Linked DNA regions of Pan troglodytes: region 1 is linked to region 2. A link is a contact called in public capture Hi-C data. All regions are on one chromosome and are shown on one strand. The core of a region is the stretch at or near the end of the contact, and the rest is flanking DNA. Distances in the headings are between cores, read along the strand shown. Region 1 has its middle 110 kb from the start of MAP3K7. Region 2 overlaps BACH2 (BTB domain and CNC homolog 2).

The links. Capture Hi-C pulls out chosen DNA fragments and counts their contacts.
Region 1: a capture Hi-C map of stem cell-derived neural stem cells shows a contact between it and region 2, with 7 times the contacts expected there. The contact joins two enhancer-like sites. A contact is called at or near these places in 1 of 7 Hi-C or Micro-C datasets (stem cell-derived neural progenitor cells) and 1 of 1 other capture datasets (stem cell-derived neural stem cells).

What each region holds. Positions count from the first base shown.
Region 1 is chr5:102,481,264-102,487,029 of NHGRI_mPanTro3-v2.0_pri, reverse strand. No RefSeq gene overlaps it. Among named protein-coding and RNA genes, the nearest start is that of MAP3K7, 110 kb to the left of the region's middle. Within about 2 kb of position 3,034, at least 19 of the 24 cell types and tissues checked have an H3K27ac peak or open chromatin away from gene starts, as enhancers often do. A contact at or near this core is called in stem cell-derived neural stem cells, where this site is marked.
Region 2 is chr5:101,966,059-101,971,652 of NHGRI_mPanTro3-v2.0_pri, reverse strand. The region is part of intron 4 of BACH2 (BTB domain and CNC homolog 2); the gene reads left to right. Among named protein-coding and RNA genes, the nearest start is that of GJA10, 82 kb to the right of the region's middle. Within about 2 kb of position 3,607, at least 6 of the 24 cell types and tissues checked have an H3K27ac peak or open chromatin away from gene starts, as enhancers often do. A contact at or near this core is called in stem cell-derived neural stem cells, where this site is marked.

The sequences.
Region 1 (5,766 bases), core at 1,785-4,284, 520 kb before region 2:
CTGAAGTAGGTCCGAAGGCCCTCATTCCACGAGTGAGGAAAAGATATTACCTTCCCTTCCTCACATTGTTGTTGTGGGATGCTATTTCTGCACATGCTTAACAACCAGTCAGCAGTATGCTAGGAACATTCTCAGGCATAATTGTATATAAAATATTTCTGAAAATCCAAAGTCTGAGTAAGTCCAGCGAGGTGGCCAAACAAACCAGCCAAAGCCGCATAACTTATTATGAAGGCACATTCACCCCATGGTGTTTTACATCACTTTTATTTAGGTATCAGGATGATGTTAACAGGTGGTCAGTCACTGCTTATCCCTACTTGTCCCTCCTTACTGAGTTCTGATAGTTTAAAAATTGTGTCTCTAGATGGAGGGAGCCTCCCTGCCGAAAGAGTCTCCGCCTGGAGTTGACAGACCCACTCTGCTCCTCACTGATGTGCTCTCAGTCTCCTCATCTGTAAAATGGAGACAATCAAATCACACCTGTGCTGCCCACCTCAGGATCATTGCTGCGAGGACCGAGCAAGATGACGCGTGTGAAAGAGGGGCAAAACTGCCAAGTCCTCCACACATAGAAGTCATGCTGACTCTGCAGACGTCTCGCCATTCTATTCTAATTTGGGAGCTAATTCTTTATTAAAATTTTATTTTTATACCCTCCGTGTTTCCTCTAAATGCCTCAGATCCTCTGAGGAACCAGCTGGCATTTACTTCCATGTATACCTCCATGAAAATTTACATGGAACTTAAATGAAAAATTACATGCATATATCATTCATATGTAGATATACGTATGTATACACACACATAATTTTTACATACACATGAAATTTCTTCTCTGTACTAAATTTAAAGGGCTACTTGTTAAAGCGGGTGAGACATTTGTACAATCAGTTTAAAAGATTTTTATTTAAAAACGGAAATTGCCCAAAGCAGACAACTGGAAATCATTCCTCACTGCAACTCAGATGGAGGAAGCCATCTAATTCTTGGGAATTTAGACACTCCTCTAGTAACGTAGCACAAAAATGGGCCTGGCTCAATCTGCTCTTCACATTTTGGTAATTTAAAAGGATATAACGGAATTTTATTTTAATGGTAATTGCAAACTCATGCAGAAAATGTAAATGCACATTTCATGATTAGCTTGCAGCATAAACTATGGCTTCTATTAATGTATTCCAATTTGTAATTCTTTTCACAGTATGAGATTTGAAAGCTGTGATTAAAATTAATTAGGTTAAGTAAAGTTTATCCCCCCTGAGCACTGCTATTGGGAACAAGCAAGAGGAAAACGCGAGCTACATCTGGCTCTGCAGGAAGCTGTGTCTTCACAAGAAGTCGGCTGACTTCTTTTCTCCCCACAGAGGTTGCATGCTGCTTATTTGGCATATCTCAACCACCATGTATCTCCTCAAGGAGCTAATTGAACCATTAAACTATTCTTTGCTGGCTCACAAAACCACATAGGCTGTGACTACATCATCTTCAAATAAGGACAGTAGGTGGATCCATCAATTGTTTAAATACAGTAAATCTGGAAGGGAAAAACACATACACCTAGTAAACCTGAGGTAGTGGTGGTTACCCCAAATCCAGTACCGTAATTGCTATAGAAGAGGTGCCAAATGAGGAAACAATCGTAAAGACAGTAACTAACACCAGTACAGGCCTCTCTGCTTTACACATAACTGTCTCAAACATTACCTCACTGGATCGCCTTAGCAATCCTGACAAGTTCTTATTATATAGTCCCATTTTACAGATGAAGGTGCTGATGTTAAGTGAGGAGCCCAGAATCAAAGGTCTACTTGGAGAGTAGACCAAGGTCTTTGGAGTTCCTGTCCTATGCTCCTTTGCGCTCACACACCACACTGGAGAAGTTTAAAATTCCCTAACAGTAGGTTTACAGACTATTGACCCTTAGGATCTTGAACCTATCACTTCAACACAACACCCAAATTTTGTGTATCAAGAGCTTGGCACATTTTGGGGTAGAGCTGGTGTAACTGTTGCTATGTCAAGGAGAAAAGCACCCACAGAGAACAGGCCCATGTAAGCATTGTTTGATATTCTTGGGGCAGTTGATTCAAGGGAAAAACCCACATTCCGAAACCAAAGGGTCTCCATAGATAAAGACTACTTCCCTGAAATTCAGAAATTAAAAAGAAATGCAAAGAACGTGTGCTTAGAAGCCAGAGAACATGGGGCCAGGGAAGCAGCATGTTAGAAAGAGGAGAACAAGTGGCTCCACATTTCAACCTCCCAGCCATTTACTGAGAGGTACACTTGGGGAATTAACTTCCATTTTTTTCCTAGAGAAAACAGAAGGTTTAAGCCACTTCCTCCAAGTTATATTGGGAGTTGTCACTCAAAGGAGCCTTCGAACTCCTAGGCTGGCGCTCTTCACTCTATTTTGACTCTCACACAAACTTTTCAGTGCTTTGTGGGGGGAATGATGAAATTAAATTAGGAAATTAGCATGCCAAGTGTTCAATAAAATATTCATCTTACTAAATTTTCATGAGGAAGATGCTAGTGCTTAGTGATTGACTGCACAGCTCGGACTACGGGATCCAGGACCCTTCCCAAAGCGAGCCTTACTTTTTTAAACCACTAGATGGCAGTACAAGCACAGCCTTCCAAGGACCCCTTAACGTTGCCTGCTCACAGCAGTGACGGGAGAGTTTTCCTACCCAGGCAGGGTGAGTCACCGCACAGCTCCAGTGTGTGGTGTCACTGTCAGTGTGTTTGGTAATCTGGAGTTTTCTCTGTGCTCTCCAGCCTCACCAGAGGCTGTGTAGTTTTGCTGGGGAGATACCTACTATGGGATCTTGAATATAGTCAATGAGAGGAGAGCTTAACTGGACTCCCCACTGTTTAAATACCAAGTCATTTCCATCCTTATGAATAAGCAGGGCCACTCGATCCAGAAGGCGACTCTCCAGATCTCCTCAACTACAGAAGCAACTCCCCAGGCTGCAAACACTCTAATCCCTTCCGCGTTGTGACCACCTGTAGAGTACGAGCTGTTAAAACGAAACCAGAGACTCAGAGGTAGGGATTTACTGGCAGCAAATTTCTTCCAAAACATGATGTTTAGCACGCATCTCAAAGCATCTTTTAGGATCATCCAGCCTGCTTGCCTCTAGAAAGGAGCACCCTGCACCAATGTTATTAATATTAGTTAATGCACATTGAACACACAGTTAAGTGCTACATTATATACTTTATGTAGATTACCTCATTTAATCTCACAATGGCTATGAGAGGTAGGTGTTACGAATGGCCCTATTTTCAAACAAGAAGGCTGAATATTAGAAAGGTGAAGTGACTTGCCCAAGCCCCAGAATTTGAAATCTGGGCTTTCTAATTGAAAGTTAGAATTTGACTCGTGATATTAGTGTTTAGCACATTGTTTAACAGGGCATAGCATCTCACTTCTCCCATCTCTGCCACAGAAGGTTGCACACCCATGTTCTGGTTCAGAATTCTTTGGTGAGGTCAAGCAAGATGGCAGTAGGGAGAGCCTGAGCTGACCCTCCCCACCAGCCTGGGACCTGAATGCAGTTCCTACAGGCCTGGTTCAGTGGAGGTTCAGCTCAACAGCCCCATCCCTAGGGCCAAGGAGGCTTAGCAATCATCAGTTTTGTTCCTGACAAACAGAAGGCTGAGATGGCCCAGATGAAGCGGAGGGAGCGGTGGCTCAGCAACACACCCAGTACATATGCAGCGATTGCTGTGTGCTTGCCTCATCTTAGTGAGTGTCCTAGTCCATTTCGGCTGCTATAACAAAATACCTGAGACTGGGTAATTTATAAAGAAAAGGAATTTATTTCTCCCAGTTCTGGAGGTTGGGAAGTCCAAGATCAAGGTGCTGGCAGGTTCAGTGTCTGATGAAGGCTCATTCCTTCCTCATAGATGAGGCCATCTAGGTGTTGTCACCTGGTGGAAGAGCAACAGAGGAGTCTAAGCTGGCTCCTTCCAACCCTCTTATAAGGCACTAAACCCTTCATGAGGGTGGAGCTCTCACTACTTAACCACTTCCCAAAGGCCCCATCTCTTAAGACAATGCAGTGCAGATTGTTTCAACACATGAATTTGGGGGACATTCAGACCATAGCATGAGTTTTATCAAATGCCAACCCCTGTTTCTTCTTTGTGCCTCTGGACTGAAACTTTACTTAGCTCTTAGATTCATTTTGAAGATAACATAGTGCAAGATCGATTATCTTAATTTCACTCATGGAAACACAACCTGGAATTATAAATCTTCCTCTAGGTTTATTTCCCAAATGCTTGTTCATGATGATTCTTTCACTGGTCTGCATCAAAATGGGCACAAAAGAACAATGTGGTAAGTTTTTCATAAAGCTACTTTGAGATTTACAAGATAATTTCTTGTTTTGAGATTCTGTCCTTCCTATTTCTTCATGACTAAAATGTTTCTCTTAGGGAGGAGTGGAAGTTGATTTATATCTAATGATGTCCCCTGGCAAAATAAAAACTTGGCAAGCCAGTGGCTCTCTCCTGTTTTCTTTTTCTTTTTCTTTTTTTTAAGGCAGGGTGTCATTTTGTTGCCCAAGCTGGAATGCCCAGAGTCTCGTTTTGTTGCCCACACAGTGTGATCACGGCTCACTGCAGCCACAACCTCCAGGCTCAATCAATCCTCCCACCTCAGCCTCCCAAGAAGCTGGGCCCACAGGTGTGTGCCACCACACCTGGCTAATTTTTTCTTTTTTGTAGAGATGGGGTCTCACTATGACTGGTCTCAAATTGTACTCAAGCAATTATTCCACTTTAACCTCCCAAAGTGCTGGTATTACAGGCACTGGGCCTTCTTTTCCTTTTTAAAAAATTTTACAGATCAGAATCTGGGAATCGCAGCTCTGGGCAGTATTCAAACTTCGTTCACCTGAGCACCTAAGAGGTGTTTTATATACTGTCATCTAGTGGTCATCCTAGCTCACCCTCGCCAACTCTTCCCTTTGAGAACACAAATGGTAGGACTATGGAGCCCCGATGTGTGTGTGTGTGTGTGTGTGTGTGTATACATTAAGATGCCGACAGCAGAGATGTGTTAGCGTAAAAAAATGCAGGTTTTGAAGATTGCATATAAATATTCAGAGTGAACAAACCTCCGGCACCAAACTCATGTGGGCCGAATTGAAAGCAGGTGCGTGGGATTAGCACTCTATTTTTTCCAACACACCTAGAGGGCAGTAGCACAGAGACATTCATGCTCAGGAGTGTTATCAGCTAATAGGACATGAAAAGTTCTAGAGGAAAAGCCTTCAAAACTGCAACCAAATGTGTTCACAATTGAACAACAGAAAATACCCCTTCAAACGCTCAGAAGACCCGTCAACCTTTCAAAAATGGGTAAGTATATATTTCTTCAAGAGCCTGGCGCCCTAGAGGCAGGAGGTGGTTGGTGCGGGTTTGCAAGTGTCAGGCAGTCCTTGCCTTTTGAGTATCCTCCATGTACACATGGCCTGTCCACTAGTGCTCCCACGTCCACCTCTGTCCTGCCCTCCATGACTGCTGCAGTCTCGGCAGCTGTCTCCCCTCGGTCTCCCATTGACATCCTCCTCCAGCCAGCCGCTCCCCATCCAGACAAAGGGGACTCCGTTTCTCACTGTTAACTTTTTTATTTTTTTAGGTGGAGTCTCGTTCTGTCGCCCAGGCTGGTGTGCAGTGGTGTGATCTCAGCTCACTGCAACCTCTGCCTCCCAGCTTCAAGCAATTCTCCTGCCTCAGCCTCCC
Region 2 (5,594 bases), core at 2,358-4,857:
CATCTCACATTATACTAGCTCATCTATTTTTCCAATCACCTTTATTTTTTATATTTTCTTATTTTTTTATTTTCATTCTTTAGAGATGGGGTCTCAGTGTTGCCCAGGCTGGTCGTGAACTCTTGGGCTCAAACGATCCCCTTCCCTCAGCCTGCTGAGTGGTTGGGATTACAGGCCCAAGCCAACACGCCCAGCCATCTTTGTTTTTGTTGTTGTTGTAGTCGTTGTTGTTTTGAGATGGAATTTCGCTCTTGTTGCCCAGGCTGGAGTGCAGTGGCACAATCTCAGCTCACTGCAACCTCTGCCTTCCGGTTTCAAGCGATTCTCCTGCCTCAGACTCCCGAGTAGCTGAGATTACAGGTGCCCGCCACCATGCCCAGCTAATTTTTTTGTATTTTTAATAGAGACGGGTTTCACCATGTTAGCCAGGCTGGTCTCGAACTCCTGACCTCGTGATCTGCCCACCTCACCCTGCCAAGGTGCTGGGATTACAGGCTTGAGCCACTGCACCCAGCCCGTCGTTTTTTTTAAAGACCCTTTACATCCTGTGAGAACTTTCACCTCTTTCTCATTGCCAGATCAGAATGACTTACTGGGAAAGTGTGCTGTTTTTAAAAATCCTACATTAGGCAGAAACTGAAACAACAGACTGACATCAAAGGTGTCCATTTAAAGAAAGCCCCAGGCTACAGAATTCTGAGCCCTATCCTCCTCCAAAATTTCTGACTCTGAAACCTAAACTGCCTTGGGTCTGCCTGGGAACCTGTACATAATTCCTATTACACACTGTAAAGCATCCCAAACAGCTTCCAAAGATACCTTGTTTTCGTCAATGGGGTATCCAGGTTGTGGCTTTGGTTAGTTAGAAGCAACATGATGCTTTTTTTAGTCATTCTCAGTCTTGAATTGGCCTATACTCTCAGACTTCGCCAACTCTTCCTCCTAATGGCCTCTCTCATCTGTCTATATTTCCCTTCCCAACACCACTGCCTGTATCCCGGCCACAGTGGTGCTTTCCTGGACTTCTGTGACTGGCTTGCCGCCCGTCTGGCTTGTTCCCCAAATGCAACCAAAGGAGTCTCCCTCATACTCTCCTGCGCAACAGACTCCAGTGAGGCCCCTGGGCCAGCCTCGGCGGCGGACACGGAAGGACCTTCCCAGCCCGTCCCCTTGCTCCCTTCTCCAGTTTCACCTGTGCCCTTGCCCCAGCTGCTGCTCCTGCCACACCACACTGCATGCTATGTTCTCTCTTAGGTCTTTGCACATTTCATTTCTTCCATCTGGAACACCAGCTCCCACCCAAAACCTAACTAATCCTCCCTCAGGCTGCAGCTCATTTGTCACCTCCTCAGTTAGATGCCCTTCCGCCAGCAGCTGTACTTCCCCTGTGACATGGTTTGGCTGTGTCCCCACCCACATCTCATCTTGAATTTTAGCTCCCATAATTCCCATGTGTTGTGGGAGGGACCCGGTGGGAGATAAACTGAATCACGGGGGCGGTTTCCCCCATACTGTTCTCCTGGTAGTGAATAAGTCTCATGAGATCTGATGGTTTTATAAGGGGTTTCCCTGTTCGCTTGGCTCTCATTCTCTCTTTGCCAGCGGCCATGTAAGATGTCCCTTTGCTCTTCCTTCATCTTCCACCATGACTGAGGCCTCCCCAGCCATGTGGAACTGTGAGTCCCTTAAACCTCTTTTTCTTTATAAATTACCCAGTCTCAGGTATGTCTTTATCAGCAGCATGAAAATGGACTTATACACCCTGTAAGTAAGAACCGTACTGACAGTTCTTATCATGGCTGTGTTGTGATTACCTGTTGACTTGTCTCTGTCCCAACAGCCTAGAACCTCTCAGACCAAGTACCGTTTCCTTCATATTCATTGTTTTATGCCCCCAGCACCTAAGACACAATAGAACCACGCAAAGTGGTCAGTATGCATTCGTTAAAGGGATAAGGTGATTTGTATCTTATATTGAAAAGGTGCCCACCAGTGACATCCCATATTGTGAATTCCTGTGGAGGAGAATGCCTGGTGTCATTACCTTGTTCTCAGCCTATAAACTTAATCCAGCTAAGTGCTGTAGTGTCACTGAAACTCACTGATCTGTGCCTGGGGCTGCATGCTTGTCATCTGACGCAGTTGTTCCCATGTTACTGTGTGGCAAAGGTGAACTGAAACACCTAGGGGAAGGCAGCTAGCTGTGGAGTGTTAATAATTGCTGACAGATTTGGCAGTTCATAAAGAAATGATATCATTCAGGACAAACTAATAAATAAAATAGCCTTTATTCTGCATTAAATATAAGTTGCTAAAAATGTATTCTATGTGATGAGCAAACCATAAATTCCAAATTCCCTTTTTATTGCACCTAAAAAATACACCGTTAAGATCCCGCATATATTTTTTGAGGCATTTGCTTCTCTTTGCCTCGCTCTCTTTCTGTGACTTTCCCTGCGACCCAGATATAGAAATATCTTGTGTTCTTGTGCTCCCTCTCCTGGTCTTTTCTGTCTTTCAGCCAGAGCATATTCCTAGAATTGTGCACCACCCAGGTGGGGGCCTGGGCATATGAACAAAGAAGCCAGCCAGCTCGGCAGTGCTTGTTGTAAGATCTGGGGGGGCCAGAAACAAATTTCCTTCTTCATTGTTTGCAGTCCAGCTTGACTAAGTGAAAAAGGGCCGTACAAGTGCAGAAAAGAAACATGCCTGGTATCCTTTCTGAGAAATAAAATGTTCTTTAGAAAAACACACATACACACAAACATTATAATAAAAAACACCTGATACTATGTTTTTTTGAAGCTGTGCCTCCCCGGAGATATACAAATGCATGTATAAATGTGCCCAATCTGTTCTGTTAATAGTGCTAATTACCTGATTATCTGGTCAGGTACAGTAATAAACCCCTTTGACATTCTGTTCCTTCCATATGCTAGATAAAGTGTTCTAATATCTGGTCTGTGACTGTATGCTCTGCCCGCCAAGAGTCAGGAGGTGGAAAGATGATCAAAGCCTGTCGGCGGCACTTCACTTCGGGGCACAGAACTGGGAACAGGGCACTGCCAGGCCCTACCTTGAGGTGGCAGGACAGCACTGTCCTTACTCCTCACGAGGGTGGCCTGTACTTCACAGGGCCTCTGTTGCCCTTCACGTCCTCCGAACTCTGACCCTGCCCACCTTCTTTCTCCTGTTGGAGTTGCTTTTAGACACTTTATAATTTCACCTATTTATCTAACATTCTTCTTTTTTCCCCATTTGACTTTCTGAAATGCCTTCTTTGCTAACTCTGTGGTCTTTCCTACTTTAGTGTAGAAGAGGATTTTTATTTTTTCCAACCCGATCTAAAAGACAGTCATCCCCCAACCCCCACCATCTAAAATTCTCTTACTCTAACTTAGCAGGTTAAGGATGAACCAGTTTTGCTCACTCAACTCACCCAGCCTTCATTTCCAAGCCAGCTTGCAGGCTTTTCTCACCATCCTGCAGTTCCAGCAGGACTGGTATATGTGTCCTCTTCCATCTGTTTTGCTCCATGGTTTTCCGAGCACTGTCAGCCTCTTCCCAACAGATCGTTTCTCTTCCTGTCATGTCATTCCCTTTTATGAGCCCCGTTTGAAGTTTCATTTAGGTGGGGTGGAGGGCACTGGTTTCTCAGGTAGAGAAGGGTGTTAATCCCAGGTGCATATGGCAGAGCCTTTCCTAGAAAGCATGAGGCTGCCAAGGTCAGGGTCACAATATTTGAAGGACAAAGGCTGACTCCTGTTGGTGCTGTGCGCTCTGTCCCCCACCTGCTCCCATCCAAGCATAGTGGTAGAGTGGTGGCAGCCCACATCCGTCCCTTGTCTCTCATCTTCTGTTGCACCAGGAGTCTCAACAATGGATAGGTCAGCATCAATTATTCTATTTGATATACCAGTCATACATTGTGAGTTCCTCCGGGAATTCTTACCTTCTTAAGACTACATTTTTGCTGGGCACGGTGGCTCACACTTGTAATCCCAGCACTTTGGGAGGCCGAGATGGGCGGATCACCTCAGGTCAGGAGTTCAAGATCAGCTGACCAACATGGAGAAACCCCATCTCTACTGAAAATACAAAAAAATTAGCTGGGCGTGGTGACACATTCCTGTTATCCCAGCTACTCGGGAGGCTGAGGCAGGAGAATCACTTGAACCCAGGAGGAGGAGGTTGCAGTGAGCCAAGATCACACCATTGCACTCCAGCCTGGGCAACAAGAGTGAAACTCAGTCTCAAAAAAAACAAAAAGACTACATTTTTAAGACACATTCTTTTTTTATTATTTTTCGAGACAGAGTCTCATTCTGTCACCCAGGCTGGAGTGCAATGGCACAATCTCAGCTTACTGCAACCTCTGCCTCCCAGGTTCAAGCAGTCTTCCTGCCTCAGCCTCCCAAGTAGCTGGGAATACAGGCATACGCCACCACACCCAGCTAATGTTTGTATTTCTAGTAGAGATGGGATTACACCATGTTGGTCAGGCTGGTCTGGAATTCCTGACCTCAAGTGATTGGCCAGCCTCAGCCTCCCAAAGTGCTGGGATTATAGGCGTGAACCACTGTGCCCAGCCCAAGACAGATTTTTAAAACTACATTTTTTGCTTCTTCCAAGTTCACTTCAGCATCCAGCACAGTGAATGCTCAAGTAAATTTTTTGCATTGATTATTTAGTAACATTTATGCAAAATGCCTCATATGTACACAAAATACTTATGGCTTTAGCCCTTCTGTGATCTAATGATGTTTTATCAATTTAACTTTTCTTAAATACTGTCATCCAACTAGCATGAAAACATGGCCTTTTGTTAATTCTTTCTAAACATGTAATGTTATTGCCTTCTTAAAAAAATACACTTTCATCACAATGCAGATTTTTAACAGATTTTATTAGAATTTATGCAGAGGACATGTAAGAAGTGTAAGACTTGGTCCTTGACTTTGAGGAATTTCTAATCAAGACAGGTCCAGTGGAATATTCAGATAACAATGCAAAACAGCCCTCCTGTGATTAAATGCCCAAACTGATGGTCTGTAAGCAAGTGCTTATTGTCCAGGTCATAGAAGGGAGGGTCCAGTTTAATTGCCACCTCCTTTGCCAGGGTTTCCCCTGGCCCTTTCATTCCACATTGGTGGATACCATCTTCCCTCTCCTCCGCAGTTTTCATATGTTGGAATTTTACAGTTGGAATTGGTGAAGTAGAGTCAGCAGTGCATCTAGGCAGTGGTCATGGCTTGGGCAAATGCTAGTAAGTCAAAGAAAAGGCTAGGAGTCAGGATCAAGAGGATAACTGGAGATGAGACTGAAAAGGGAGTAGATTTGGGGGAAATTTGGAAGGCCGGGCAGAAGAGAATCAGGTTTGCTTTCTAAACCAGGGAGTTGCTGCTTGAAACATAGTCCATGTCAGAAGCATTAACTCAGAGACTCTCCAGCCTCCCTTTGATTGACTATCCAGAGAGATCATGGAGGGGCAGGAGAGAGGAGAGATGGCATCAACAGAGAGGAGAGTTCATGAGCACAGAAGTGGGATATAAAAGCAGTATTAGTTTTCCCTTTTGCTTTGAGTCTCTGTATTT